Regions from separate parts of the Mus musculus genome. Here region 1 is linked to region 2. Evidence: chromatin contacts called from public Hi-C data. All regions are on one chromosome and are shown on one strand. The core of a region is the stretch at or near the end of the contact, and the rest is flanking DNA. Distances in the headings are between cores, read along the strand shown. Region 1 has its middle 50 kb from the start of Rph3a. Region 2 holds the start of Rph3a (rabphilin 3A).

Region 1 (4,404 bases), core at 1,600-4,099, 49 kb before region 2:
CCATCCACCCACCCATCCATCCATCCACCCACCCATCCATCCATCCACCCATCCATCCATCCATCCATCCATCCATCCATCCATCCATCCATCCATTCACTTATCCTTCCATCCACTTATCTATCCATCCATTCACATATCTATCTACGCACTCATTTATTCATCTATCTGCCCACCCATCTATCTGTCTGTACACCCATCCATCTTTTTATCCATCAATGCATCCATGCATGCATGCATGCATGCATGCATCCATCTGTCTGTCTATTCACCCATCCATCTTTCCATGCATCCATGCATCCATCCACCTATCCATCCACTCATCCACCTATCTATGTACCTATCTACCTATCTACCTATCTATCTATCTATCTATCTATCTATCTATCTATCTATCTATCTATCTATCTATCTATCTATCCACCTGCCTACCTATCTATCTATGCACTCATTTATCCATCCATCCATCCATCCATCCATCCATCCATCCATCCATCCATCCATCCACTCATCCACCCACCCATCTGCCCATCCATTATCCAATCAGTATGAGCTGAAACTCAAATACAATCCTTCATCTCTTGGCACTTTTGTTCAGAGGGAGAAACAGACACATTTATGAGTGTCTGGACAGCCTCTCAGTGTTATGAAGCCCACTGTGGCAAGAACAGTAGAGCATTCCTGGAGACCAGAAGTTCACGTGGAGCTTCTCCCTCTTCCAGATGCAGAGAGCTCTCTCTGGCTTCATACGATTGATCATTCTGTGGAGTTTGTGTGCCCTAGGAAGGACCCTCCACCAATGACTGATAAAAGTTGAGGGGCAAACACCACTCATTGGAAATGCACTGAGATAGGGTTCTCATGCCACTGAATGGAGCTGGGCTGCTCATGGAGGTAGATTGTTAAATATAGCCCCCTCCTCTCTCTACCTTTCCCCATCTCTGCCTGAACGTGCTGGATGACTCCCCACCCCCTGTGATAGCATGGGGGTGGCACATTCATCCAAGGGTTCACATGTAGAAACTGGTTCTCAATGAAACAGTGGGATTTAAAAGAGAGGAAGCCTGGTGGAAGCCATTGGGAGAGCTGGCCTCCAAAGGCATCGAGGTCTCTCTTTTTACACCTGCTGGTTCATCCCCCTGTTACAAAAGGAGCTAGCCTGGGCCCTCCCCCTGGCTGGTTTCCTGTCTGGAGATAGAATCTCTGATTCCTAGATATATTTTTTGTTACAATATTACACACTGTTAGGCCCTTCCTAGAGGCCACCCTATCTTGGACTTTGAACCTCCAGAACCACTTGTCTTGATATAAGGACCCAGCTTTAGGCATTGTGTTACAATAATGGGAAATGAGCCAATATTCTTCCAAATAAGCCTTTCTGCCCAGATTTTGTTTGTTTGTTTGTTTTTGAGACAGGGTTTCTCTAGCTCTGACTGTCCTGGAATTCAGTGGCTGGCTTTGGACTCACAGAGATTCCCCTGCCTCTGCCTCCCAGTAGCTTGGATGAAAGGCATGTGCCACCTTTGTCCTGCTATACCCAAGTCTTAATCTTTGGCCCAGGCAGGCAGTATAGGCTTCAGGGAGTGGTTTCCATCCAGACTTGAATGATGGAGTAGAGGCTCTCTGGGTTTCCCATTTGTGTTCCTTCTGTATCAAGAAGAGCAGGCAGGCTTCAGAAGGGAAGGGGCTCAGATGTCTGAGGAGAAGAAAGACAGCCAGCAGGGCTGAAGGAGTCAGTGGGGAAGACTGGGGCCATGGGACACGGAGTCTTCTTGGTTAATTTTGTATTTTCAATAGCAGAAAAAAGTTTCACAGTCTCTTAGAAGTTCTGGTGGGGTGAGAGAGGGTTGGAGTCTGGAAGAGGTTCCCTCAGCTTGGAATTCGAGTGGAATTTCAGCTGCTGCACATTGATGTGGGGGGGTCTCAGGGAGATCATTTATGAAGGTGGGGCTGGAGGGCGGAGGGAACCCGTGCCTCAGAGAAACCGCTAAAAATATAAAAATGAGCGAAACTGGCCTTGAGTCCCTTCTTTGCCTCCTGATGGTTGTACCACCCACCTCCGGTGAGGTAATTAGTGCACTTGTTACTTTTTTTGTCAACTTGACACAAGCTAGGAGCATCTAGGTAGAGGGAACCTACGCTGAGAAAATGCCTTCATCAGATTGGCCCATGGGTACCTGTTGGGAGGGCCCAGTCCACTGTGGGCGGAGCCATTCCCTTGGCTGCTTGGGATCCATCAGAAAGGTGGCCAAACAGGAGCCTGTAGAGTAAGCCAGTAAGCACAGTTTCTTCCTCCGTGGCTTCTGCTTTAGTTCTTGGCTCCAGGTTTCTGCTCTGCTTTCCCCCAGGGATGGACTGGGACCTGGGAATTGTAAGAGAAAAATAAGCCCTTTCTCCCTCCCCCTCCCCCTCACCCCGTTGGTTTTGGTTACAGTATCTACCACAGCAACAGAAAACAAACTAGGTCAATTAGCTTCTCTGGAGCATTCTTTCTTCCTTTTATTCCTCTAACTCTCTGCCAGATTCCCTCCTCTCCCTGTCTCCCTTCCCACCCCTTTTTATTTTGAGACCAGGTCTCACCCAGCTGCCTCCATCACTGAGTACAAAATGACCCTCTAAAGCATGCATGTTAGATATTTGTTCTAAGCTGGCGGTGCTATTTTGGAAGTTTCTGGAGACTTTACAGGGTAAGGGCTAGCTCAAGCGGGTCACTGGGGCAGATGCTTAGGGACCTCTCATGCCTGTCCCTTGCTCATCTTGCTCCACGCTTCCCGTTCACCACAAGGTGATGTGTTAGCTTCTGCCATCTGCTCCAGCTTCTAAGGCATGTGAGACAGCATAGCTTCGAACAAAACGTTCCTCCCCGCGGGTGCGCGGGTGTCCATGTCACAGTGGTCCAGGCTGGTCTTCAGCTTTAGGTCCTCTTGCCTCTGACTTTCCGGCTGCTGCTTGTGGGGAGAAATCCACACTGTAAGGACCACAGGCTGAACCCCACTCCCACCCCCGCCCCAGCCCTGTGCTCCTTACACAGCATCGGCTCCAATACACCGTCTCTGGCTTGGTATATCAGATTAGGGACCTCTGGCCACTCTCTTCTCCCACTGCTTCAATGGTAGGTCGTGTTAAGTGCAAAGGTTACAGGCTGATCAGGCATGCACACCTGCTGCCGCCTCTATCTTACAGCTGATGGGAAGGAAATAACAAGCTCTCACCCAGAGAGCCTGTCTGTGAGTCTCCAACAGATTTCCCAGGTGCCCCCGTTCCAGAATGGCAAGAGGCCATTTGCATTTTTCCACGAGAGATTGTAGACCTCAGGTTGCCAGACCCTGGGACATCAAAGAGCTACGGGCAGTGTCACATACTAGACCTGTATAATGGGTATACTTGAACTAAATGTGCTGCTCACCCCTTTCATCCTGGGAATGGTACTCCCTCCCAGAAAGCGGGATCTTGCCTGCTGCTGCCCAGGGGTTAGGGACAGCCTAGTTCAGGCTGAGCTGTGAACTGTCCATCAACCATGTGACATGGAACCTCTCCCTTTGACTGAGACCTAAAAGAAGTGAACCACTACTCTGCCTCATGGGCCTGAACTCCCATCAGAGCCCCCACCCTGCTGTCTGTCTGTCTGTCTATGGTGTTAATAACTCTTTTAAGGAATGTCTTACCACATAGGTCTCAGTGTCCCTCTAGATCCCAAAGCCTGAACACTTCCAGGTAGTTTTACCCCCACCCCATCCCCCACTTTATGGGTAAAAAACTGAGGTCCTAGAAGATGGGTCACTGGTTCAAGGTCATGTGATGAGACACAGAGCAGGCATTTCAACCTGGATCTGTCTGCTTTCAAAGCCCCTGGTTTTACCCAGCATCAGAGTGGCCGCCAGCGTAAATGAAGATGTACGCGTATTGCTTGGCTCTGCCTGGCCTGCAATCAGTAGTTAATAAAGCATAGTGATTATGACACTCACCTTGGGTATTGTGATCCCAGAACACGACCGGGTCCCTGGGGACAAGCGTATAGCAAGGAAAGGTTTTATATAGCCAGCAGGAGGTGAAAACCCTACCTTCATTTGCCTTGCCTTTTCTATCAGGGAGGCGGGGAGGGGGCATATCGTGTTGATGATACAGCTCTACAAAGCCTGGACCCTGTAGATGGATGGCTGCATCTTCAGGACTATTAGGTAGAGAGGTGGTGGGACTGGCATCAGAAATAGAAATGACTTCGGAGATGGTGACTTGCCCTTAAAGGGATGTGGGGGATGGGGTGGGCAGGAATAGATTAGAAGTGTTTGTGCTGAATGACTGCCCACTTGGCATGTGTGGGGGAGAGGCTGTGGGCCTATCAGCCTGTTTAAGACTGATATTGAGTACCTACTATGTGCCAGGCACGATGCTCTTTGCTGGTGA
Region 2 (3,818 bases), core at 117-2,616:
CTATCACAGTCAGCATTGTGATCATTATCTGCACCATCACCACCATCACCACCACCACCATCACCATCACCACCACCATCACCACAACCCCCACCAGCAACCACCAGCACCACCCCCACCATAATCATTGCCACCATCATCATGATCTTCATGCTTTCATTATCACCCAGATGACCACCACCACCGTCAACACCACCATAGCGATCATCTGTAGAGCCAAGCTCCAAATGGTCTCTCAGATCCTGGCAGTCTGAATCCTAGCTCTCAAAGGGAGACTTTAGTGGCGAAAGTAGTGACTCACCCTGGGCCCTCAATGGGAAACTTTACATATGAGTCCCCAGTGGAGAGAGGAACACCCCTCACTTGGCTGGGAGGTTCTAAACAGCCCTTGGCTTCTTTTGACTTTGCCACTCTCTCTCTCTCCACCGCGGGCATGTTCTTGTAGCTGGCAGCAGCAGCACACACTGGGGATCCGGGATGCTGGTGCCATGGGAACACATTCCCACTGTATATCACCCCCCTCTCTGGAGATTTATTTCCTGTGTGTAGTGACTTTACCTCGGAGAGCCAGTCTGGTTTGGGGAGATGGGTCTTTGGCAGAGGATCATGTCTGCTCTGGAACTCCTAAGATTTCCAGCTCCATCCCACTCAAACCACACGCTTGCACCAGCCTCGTCGGCTGTCAAGTCCTTTATCTTCGCCAAAACATTTGAATCAGAGGGTGGGTTATAGATCATGGAATCAGAGCAGCCCCTAGTGTGGGCTTTCTTATCGCTACCTTAGACTCATTCTTTCTGTCATTAGGAAAATGTGGTGGCCGTGTCTTCAGTTTGCAGATGGGACGTGGAAACATTAAGTGCCATCCCCAGGGGTGCATGGGGCTGGCCCAGGCTCCCTGAAACCTGTCAGATGTGGTTGTTTAAACAAACCACCATCCCCTTCAGGCACTCCTGTTTTTTGTTGTTTTGTTTTGTTTTTTAGCCTTGTTTTTTTCCTGCAGTCTTCTGAGCCTGAGTTGCAGACTTCAGCAGCAATGTGGATGATCCTGGAAGCCACAGGGAGACGCACAGGTACCTGTGAAGATCAGGGATTGTTATAGCTCATTTGACAATATTAGCATAAGTATGCAGCGAGGTGGCCCATATGCAGTCTGACAAAATCGTCCTGGTTCCTCTACTCTGGCCTCTCCCTTCCTCTGCTGCAGGGATCCAATAACTTCCCCTGTTCTGCCTGGGGTTAGTGGCCGCCCTTCCCCTCCGCTTGCGTCCTGGTGCTGTCCGTGGTACTGACTGCCAATCCGGATCGTTCTGGGGCGCCCAGCCTCCCCTCCTGGCCTCCCACCTCTCCTCCCGCAGGCAACGCGGCACAATGCATCGCGGTGGGAGGCAAGCTGGGCTCCCCTGCTCCGCCGGGAAGCGGCTGCCCCTCCCTCTGGATCACACAGGGTTCTTGCAGTAGGTGACAGCAGGATCGGGCACCAGGGAAGCAATTGATTCGTCTCTTACCCGCATCCCAGAGTTGCCTACGCTGCCCAGAGAGGGAGAGAGGAAAGAGAAGAAGGGAGAGAAAGAAAGAGACTTACAAAACCTTCCATGTGGAGTAGTCTGGGTGATTCGCTGCCCACCGCTGCAGACTCTAGCTGCACTTAGTTTTCGCCTCTGACGGGGTATTTCTTTTTTGTCTTTTTTTTTTTTTCCTTTTTGTGTGTGTATGTGTGTGCATGATTTAGGGGAATGTGTTCGTGTTGGTGCCTCGGTTTTATTTTGGGAAGACCGGGAGAGTCAAATGCACAATTTTCTTTCAGGCATATCTGCTGTTCTTTCAAGCCAAGTCGCTGGGACTTAACACCTCCCCCCCCCCCCAGCAGGGAGTTGGCAAGAATTTGGCTCCCGTATTCTGCTGCAATCCTCTACTGTCCCGGTGAGTGACATTCTTTGTGGTGGTCCCGCAAACGGACTAGGAGATCTCAGGACCCTAACTGAGATGTGCATGCATGAGCTAGGGAGAGGGAAGCAGGGAGGGTAGGGCTGTTGAGAACTGAGCATAGTTCTTTGCCTGTATTCTGTAGGCTTTTATCAGCAACACTCCGGAGGCAAATGGGGTTTTAGTACAGTGCCCAGGGAGGAGGCAAGTGTGTGCCTGCTCAGGCGAGTGAGCAGGAGAGTGGCTTCTGCCCAGCTTGTCCTCTTTGCAGCAGAACCTGAGGAAAGTGATTGGCAGCTCTCGAATTAGTTAACCCTTCATGGCCTGTATGGCACACGGGGCCTCTGAGTGTTTGGAGTTGGTGGGTGGGCATCTTGGCCCCAGTTGGGAGAGTCAGCTGAGCCTGGAATGTTAACCCTTGCCTGGGCATCCTGGACCAGCATTTGCTTAGGATGGGGCTCAGACCGGGCTCTCCGCCAGGGCTGGCTGAATAATTGAATTGTGGTGGGTTCTGCAAACTCAGCTGTCCTGAAATGGGAGAGCGGGGATCCATGAAAGAGCCACCTTTTCTCTTGGCATGAATGGTCAAGCAGTCAGCTGCCTGCCGAGCCGGGGATGCCGAGATGGGATTTTACAGGTGGTGTCACCTGTAAGAGACTGGATGGGGGGTATGTATGTGGCTCTGTCACTGAGCTCACCTTGCCATTGAGAAGGGGGCTATGACATCCCAACCCCAGGCCCCCAATTCCAGGACAAGCTGTAACCCCTATACCAATTTCTTTCTCTGATATCCCAATGGGGGTAACCCCATACCAACCTGTTAGTGAGTGGGAAGCAGAGGTCCCTCACCACCCAATCCCGAAGCTCATGTTTAATTTTAAAATGCTTTTGCCAGTAATCTGTGATCTATGGGAGAGGACTCAATTCTGCTTCCTGCTTTAATTACTTCCTACCTTTTTTGGGGAAATGAAAGTCTTTATTTTTAGCACTTCGATCCACTTCAGCCGTCTCTATCCACTGGAATTTCTTCAGGAAGTTGAACTTGGGAGGTAGGAATAAGACAAGGCTAACCCTAGGGACTGGCATGCTGGAAGTGTCAAGAGGGTCACCCAGCCCCAGCCCCAGAGCCATGAGGGGCCCGGGGAGCTCAGGGTATAAGCCTATGTGGGCAGGACACAGGAGGAGAGTGTAGGTAGCCTGGTGGTTAGCGCCAAGGAAAGGGTCCCCTGAAACCTGGCTGCCAATCTGGGGTGACCTTGAGGAATCCGCCTCCATGGGAAGCCATACATATGAATAGAAAGTGAAGAAATCTGGCTTGCTCAAATGAGATGCTGCAGGCTTGGCCATGGGTGATACTTAGAATACTGGACTTTCATGTTCTTTGGTTGGAGTAGACTGTGGCTGGACATTGGAACAGGGGGTTGGGAGGGGGTTGAGGTTCACTGTTGCAACGAGAGTGAATCCTCCCATTGCTGGGCTGTGGGGAGGCTGCAGGGCTTGGAGGGTTATCAAGGGAGCCCGGGGCCCCCAGGCAGTGTCACAAATACCGTGGGACATTTCCCTGGTTAATTTCTAGTATCCAGCCCTGCAGCACAATACAGCCCAGGCCCGGGGTGTCCAGACACGAAGGCTTCCTGGCCATCCATCTCCCTGCCTCCTCGTCTCCCTCAGGGTGGCCGAGAGCCAGGAGCCTGCCTCCTCTCTGTCACATCTGAAGTGGTGCATTGGGGTGCACCAGTGAGAGAACCTTCCGGAAAGACTCTTGGGCTTGGAACAGGGCCCTTGAGTCTTGGTGCTCTCTTCCCTTTCTGGGCCTCAGTTTCCCCATCTCTGCAATGAGTCAGCTGCTCTGGGTGACCAAGGCTCCTTCCAGATCCTCAGGTCTTCTTTACAGC

The links. A called contact is a pair of places that touch in the nucleus more often than the background predicts.
Region 1: a contact with region 2 is called in a Hi-C map of cerebral cortex, with 1.9 times the contacts expected there. The contact joins the enhancer-like site here to the promoter of Rph3a in region 2. A contact is called at or near these places in 3 of 39 promoter capture datasets (the HPC-7 cell line, embryonic stem cells and trophoblast stem cells), 6 of 484 Hi-C or Micro-C datasets (B cells, cerebral cortex, cumulus cells and 3 more), 2 of 115 datasets of contacts at active chromatin or transcription factors (SST interneurons and forebrain) and 3 of 9 other capture datasets (adipose tissue, liver and pancreatic islet).

Annotation. Positions count from the first base shown.
Region 1 is chr5:121,056,861-121,061,264 of GRCm38.p6, reverse strand. No RefSeq gene overlaps it. Among named protein-coding and RNA genes, the nearest start is that of Rph3a, 50 kb to the right of the region's middle. Within about 2 kb of position 2,849, at least 7 of the 459 cell types and tissues checked have an H3K27ac peak or open chromatin away from gene starts, as enhancers often do. A contact at or near this core is called in cerebral cortex, where this site is marked.
Region 2 is chr5:121,007,086-121,010,903 of GRCm38.p6, reverse strand. It overlaps Rph3a (rabphilin 3A), which reads left to right and starts at 1,366. Exons shown (of 22, transcript NM_011286.3): 1 at 1,366-1,666; 2 at 1,805-1,920.